Linked DNA regions of Triticum aestivum: region 2 is linked to region 1. The links are chromatin contacts, called in public Hi-C maps. All regions are on one chromosome and are shown on one strand. The core of a region is the stretch at or near the end of the contact, and the rest is flanking DNA. Distances in the headings are between cores, read along the strand shown.

Region 1 (2,882 bases), core at 187-2,686:
TCATATGACGTTGAAGCGCATGAAGGATCAACTGCAGTGGGGGAAAGGAGGTGGCCGAGAAGGCGGCGACAGCACGGTGAGTGTGGAGACTCGGATTGGTGGTCTAGTAGGGCAGAAATCTAAATTTTTTTGTTTGCATGGGCTGTTGGACTAGTATTTTCTGCGATCAGGCAAGTGAAAATTATGCAAACTTGTTTCTTTTTGGTTGTGGTCGGATTTGAAATTTAAATTGACCGGGCCTATTTTGAATGGCCAACTTCTACATCACGGTCCACGGAATGCTCCTTATTGATCTGCATACTCGTATGTTTGACTTGGGGTCGGCGTTGGAGATGCACTAACCTCAGGTTGGTTGGAGGGTATGCGTTTATGATGAGGTAGGTATGTCGAGGTAACAAAAATAAGACGGCCGAGACGACCAATTCAGCTGCTAACAAACACGACGGGTAGCGCACGTAAGGCATGTAGGTTGGCCAAGCAACCCGCCGGCTGGTCTGACTAATTAATCAACATTATCTTGGATGTGACTGATTGAAATCAACTTTATCCTTGATGTGACTCATTCAAAGCATCATGATTGGAACACATAAACTTCTTTTAATCAACATGAACAGAAATCAAATTTAGCCTAACCTTGGCCATTTGGCACCTGCGTGCTAACTAGAGGCAAAGGGGATCGATGAACTAGGAGGCCGTACAGTATACGTAGGTACTCTTTGACTTGGGATTCTACTTGTAATTACAGTACATCACGCCGGTCGATCGGTGGTCACATTGCTGGCTGCGCTCATTCCAGACCGTCGTCGTCGGAGCCCACGGCCGCCGCGCGCCTTGCCGCCGGCCACACAATAAAACCGAGCCGGAGGCCTTGCTGCGCGCGGCCGCACCACCCAACGACGATTACTGCTAGAACTAAACTAACATACAGCTCGTGTCCACCAGATAGGAGACTAGCTCGCCGGCACCGGGCAAGCTACTCCTACTCGAGGCGCAGCATGCGCCTGAGGTCGCGCGTGGCGGCGTCGTTGACGACGGCGGCCGCGGGCTTCTGGAGCGGGAACTGAGGCAGCGGCAGCGAGCTCGGCTCGGGGGACGCGGCGGAGAAGGCCGGGCCGGCGTACACTTCCACCGCGGGGCGCCTCGCCGGAGCGGCCGCATACGTCACCTTCCCGTAGGAAGAAGAAGAAGAGGAAGGCCGCCCATGGTTTCTCCGGCCGGTCGTCGAGGCCGATGGAGGAGGAGACCTCCTGGCGGTGCCGGGGTTGCTGGGCCTCCGGTGCGCGGCGCGGATCCTCTGCGTCTGCGGCTGCAGGATGCTGTGCGGGCGGAGGACCTCGGTGGCCATATGAGCGGAGATGGACGATCGGAGAGAGGGAGAATCGGGAGTGGAGAACGCGGTCGATTGCTGTGTGGGAATGGAAGGCGGATGAGAGGGATATTGTAGGGGGCGGGGAGAAGGAGAGGGCCAGAGGGGGGAACGGGTGAAGTGAAGACGCGTTGTCTTGGCGGCCGACGCGGTGTTGCGGTGGACTTGGACGACTTCCTCCCAGTTTCGGTCCTCCCACGGGTTGGTTGGTTTGGTTGACCCGCGCTTCGGTTGCATGTTCGCGCCGGTTTCGTAGGGTCCCTTTGTTGTTCCCTTTACAGTTCACAGGTCCCATGTTTTCCTTTTCTCATAAATGACCGTGAATTGTAACGGGTTTAAAAAATTACATGTCCTAGCCCGATAAACATGGCTCGAGGCTCGTCATAGGTACACAATATACCTGGCCATGGGCCGTGCCGGGCCGGGCTTGGGCCAGGCCTAAAAAAGCCCATGGCAAAAAACTGAGGCCCATGCCCCCAGGCCCTACCATCGGGCCTACTTTTCAAGCCCAACCCGGGCCCATCATGTAAAAAGCCCTGAAAAGCCCTTAGGGCTTAGGGCTGTGGGCTGGGCCTCTTCCTCAAAATGCCAATATGCCAAGCCCAAACCCATCCAGGCCCTGCTGGTGGGCTCAAAACTCAGGCCCAAACCCAGCCCACGGGCAAGCCCATCGGGCCTAGGCCCTGGATTTTAGGGCCGACAGAGCCGGGTCAGAGATGGCCAGGACTAGTACACATCCTCTATTTCAACACGGCACCACATCTTTTTTATCGATAGTAACAGTGATGTTCACCTAATCAGAATGCATTGGAACATGGTCATTTCCAACTTGTACTGATCTAGGGGATAAGATGACAATAGATCTTATAACTAACCAATCACCAAATTAATTAGATTGATTATTATATGATTTCCATGCCAGTTGTGCTCCCCCAAGGCATTTATTGGAACATATGGCATATGAGAGCAATTCCTATGTTGGTGCACAATTTGTAACGATCCCAAATTCCCAATCCCCAGTTCAGATCAAGTCGAAAAAAATAAAGAAAGGAGATGAGGAATACGTGTTGCTACCTGCCGGTCGCAAACTCCTTTCTCTCAATTATGCCGACGGAACTCGATGCGCGTTGGCCGACTGACACCAGTCACCACGTGCGACACTTGCACAATGGCAAAGTATCAGGTGCTCCAAGGCTTGGGGTACTCCCGGTGCTCCAATGTAAAAATACATTTTTAAATGTTTCAGTAAAATTCAGAAAAAAATATGAATGTTCACAACGGATGTGACTATCACCCCTAAAAATTTCAGACCCAAACTCAAAAAGAACATTGAGATAAAAAAAGTGAAATCTAGCATGAATAGTGTAAAAAAAAAGACAATAGCAACATTGACACTATTCACATCTGAATTTATCTTTTTTTTTATCTTAATGTGCATTTCGAGTTTGAACCTAAAATTTTTAGGAGTTGTCGTGACATTCCTTGTGAACACTCATATTTTTTTTCAGATTTTTTA
Region 2 (2,882 bases), core at 145-2,644, 160 kb after region 1:
TGTACTATGGAGGCCAGAGTGAAAAGGAGAATTGGAACTTTCTCGTACCTAGTTCACTTTGGCTTTCGGGCAGGAATTGGCCGGCAAAACCATGCCTGCTTCGATGATTTGACGCCATGCATGCAGCGGTGGCGCGCAGACGTGAGGGCATGTGTACATACTGCTCCTGCTACTTGAACAGATCAAGGCGTGAAGCTCGTAACGTGTACTCCTTCCACACATACATTCAAATCACCATCAGACAACTCGTCCGATCGATTGCTCATGATACGACAGCAACTACTCACTCCCGAGACGCTACGCGACGTGATTCGCCGGTTCAGTTAGGCTTGCTGACCGCAGATACTACCACGACTCCACCTGTAACAAGAAAGATTCGACCAGCCCCGCCACGAACACGGGAACCGCAACGGGGCACCGACGAGCCAGGCAAGCCGGCCTGCGCGGATCGGGAAACATGGCCCTTCCGGGCGGTGGCGCGACGGGCCACCCCGGCGAGAGCGATCGCGTCTTGCCCGGATCAGCCAGCAATAATGCCGATCGGCCACTCGTACCCGCCAATGATGAGTAATCGCAACTGCGACAGGGACCAACTCCAGGTAACGCACTTCACGGTCGCATCCCGGGGAGGCGCCACCCGCGGCGGCGCACCTGCCATTGCGGGCGTGCATTCATAGGGAAACGACATCGATTTACCCTTCTAACGTTCCCCCCTGGCGGCCGGGCTCGTCCAGACCTCGCCGGCGCCGAGGGTCACCGCGGCTGCGGACTGCGGCGGCAGGACCTGCCACGGGGAGAAATTTCAGCGCGGGGCACGTCATGGCGTGCGCGGCAAATACAAAATTGCTCGGTCGTGTTGACCGTTGAGTATGTCGACATGTCTGGCCTCCCTGGATAAGAGCGCGCCGTGCAGCTGCATGCCCGTCGCCGTCAGCGTCGGGGGCTCGGGCGACCGAGCGCCGGCAGGTGGCCACGTCCGACCACCAAGCGCGCCCAGCTCTTGGGCTGCCCATGAGCTGGTTCCACGGGGGGGCGCGATCGTACGTGGCACGGGCCAGGGGTGCGCGTCAGCGTCGACGGCTGCCCCGGCAGGAGTCTTTATTAGGTTCTCGCCCCGCGATCGTGCCTGTCTGGACGCCACATCGACCCACATGCGTCAATCATTACTACAATCTTTTTAAACCAGTGGTGCTTCTATATTTTTAGGAAGATCAGTACGATCTTTTTGAAGTTTTTTTAGTGGTGTGGGGCTTCGTTTTGGGGATAGCCATGAAAATGGTCACGTAGGACAAGTAATTCGAGTAGTATTTCTGTATGTATCTGACGTGGCGGCGTGATACGACTTGTCAGAGCTGAAGCTTCTCTCGCTCGGTCGCTCGGACACTTGGACCTGCCGCATGCATGCATTATTTGCTTTCGTTTTCGAACTTGTCTGGCCATGCATTTTCAAAACTGTAAATCACGTGGTGAACTCGCCTGCCAAGTTTCCAATCGAACAGCAGTGTCGTGTTCCCGCGCCTATAACAACAGCCAAACTTTTTGGACACCACATCACACCTCAAGAAGCAACCAAGAAACGCGCGCGGCTGGGTGCAGATCATCGACGGCGGAACGAAACGAAAGCAGCCCATAACGATCTCTTCGACTCGACCGGCCATGGACCCGCGGTGCAGCGGCCACTGGGAGAGCTCGTCGGAGGACGTGACGAGGTCGCTGCTGCCCCTGCACGACATCACGGCGGACGGCGGCGCCCACCGCCCCCCCTGCTCGCCGCTCGTCGCGTCGCTGCTCGCCAACAGGTACCTGTCGATCGCGGCCGGCCCGCTGGCCGCCGCGCTGATCTGCGCGCTCGTCGACCTGGGCCCCGGGCACGCGGCGGCGCGCAACATGCTCGGCGTGCTGGCGTGGGTGTTCATCTGGTGGATCACCGACGCCGTGCCGCTGGCCGTCGCGTCCATGGCGCCGCTCTTCCTCTTCCCCGTCTTCGGCGTCTCCTCCGCCGACGCCGTCGCCAAGGCCTACATGGACGACGTCATCTCCCTCGTGCTCGGCAGCTTCATCCTCGCCCTCGCCATCGAGCACTACAACATCCACCGCCGCCTCGCGCTCAACGTACGTTCATGGAGTCCTAGCAATTGATTCTTCCTGCTCGATCTCAGCGCACTGACATCGTGCGGCCCGCGCGCAGATCACGTCGCTCTTCTGCGGGGACCCGGTGAAACCGGCGCTGCTGCTGCTGGGCATCTGCGGCACCACCATGTTCGTCAGCATGTGGATCCACAACACGCCCTGCACCGTCATGATGATGCCGGTGGCCACGGGGATCCTGCAGAGGCTCCCCGGCGACGCGGCCGCCGGCGCCGACGCGCGCGAGTTCAGGCGGTTCTCCAAGGCGGTGGTGCTCGGCGTCGTGTACGCGTCGGCGATCGGCGGGATGGCCACGCTCACCGGCACGGGCGCCAACATCATCCTGGTGGGGATGTGGTCCACCTACTTCCCGGAGCAGGAGCCCATCACCTTCAGCTCCTGGATGTCCTTCGGCCTCCCCATGTCGCTCGTGCTCTTCGCCGCGCTCTGGGCCACGCTCTGCCTCATGTTCTGCTCCGACAACACCGGCAGGGCGCTCTCCGCTTACCTTGACCGCACCCATCTCAGGAGGGAGCTCAGCTTGCTTGGTACGTACCTTATCTTTCTTGCTCTCTCCTTCTCTGCGCACTTGAGGAAAATGACTGCTGTAGTATTCATTTAAACGAACTCTTGGTCAAACATTTCGTGGGCTCGGATAAAATTGAATGAACCACATTTTCCCTTTGGCACCCGTTGAAATTCTAGCGTTTAGTTATCTGATGGGGATCTTTGTGACAGGTCCAATGGCTTTTGCA

The links. Hi-C and Micro-C count contacts between places; a contact is called where the count stands out from the background.
Region 2: a contact with region 1 is called in a Hi-C map of leaf, with 2.4 times the contacts expected there. The contact joins the promoter of LOC123121908 here to the promoter of LOC123121907 in region 1. A contact is called at or near these places in 1 of 5 Hi-C or Micro-C datasets (leaf) and 1 of 1 datasets of contacts at active chromatin or transcription factors (leaf).

The regions. Positions count from the first base shown.
Region 1 is chr5D:377,003,586-377,006,467 of IWGSC CS RefSeq v2.1, forward strand. It overlaps LOC123121907 (adenomatous polyposis coli protein 2), which reads right to left and starts at 1,437. Exons shown (of 1, transcript XM_044541999.1): 1 at 575-1,437. The coding sequence starts at 1,345. The coding sequence ends at 980.
Region 2 is chr5D:377,167,841-377,170,722 of IWGSC CS RefSeq v2.1, forward strand. LOC123121908 (tonoplast dicarboxylate transporter) reads left to right here and starts at 1,395. Exons shown (of 6, transcript XM_044542000.1): 1 at 1,395-2,112; 2 at 2,189-2,675; 3 at 2,866-2,882. The coding sequence starts at 1,657.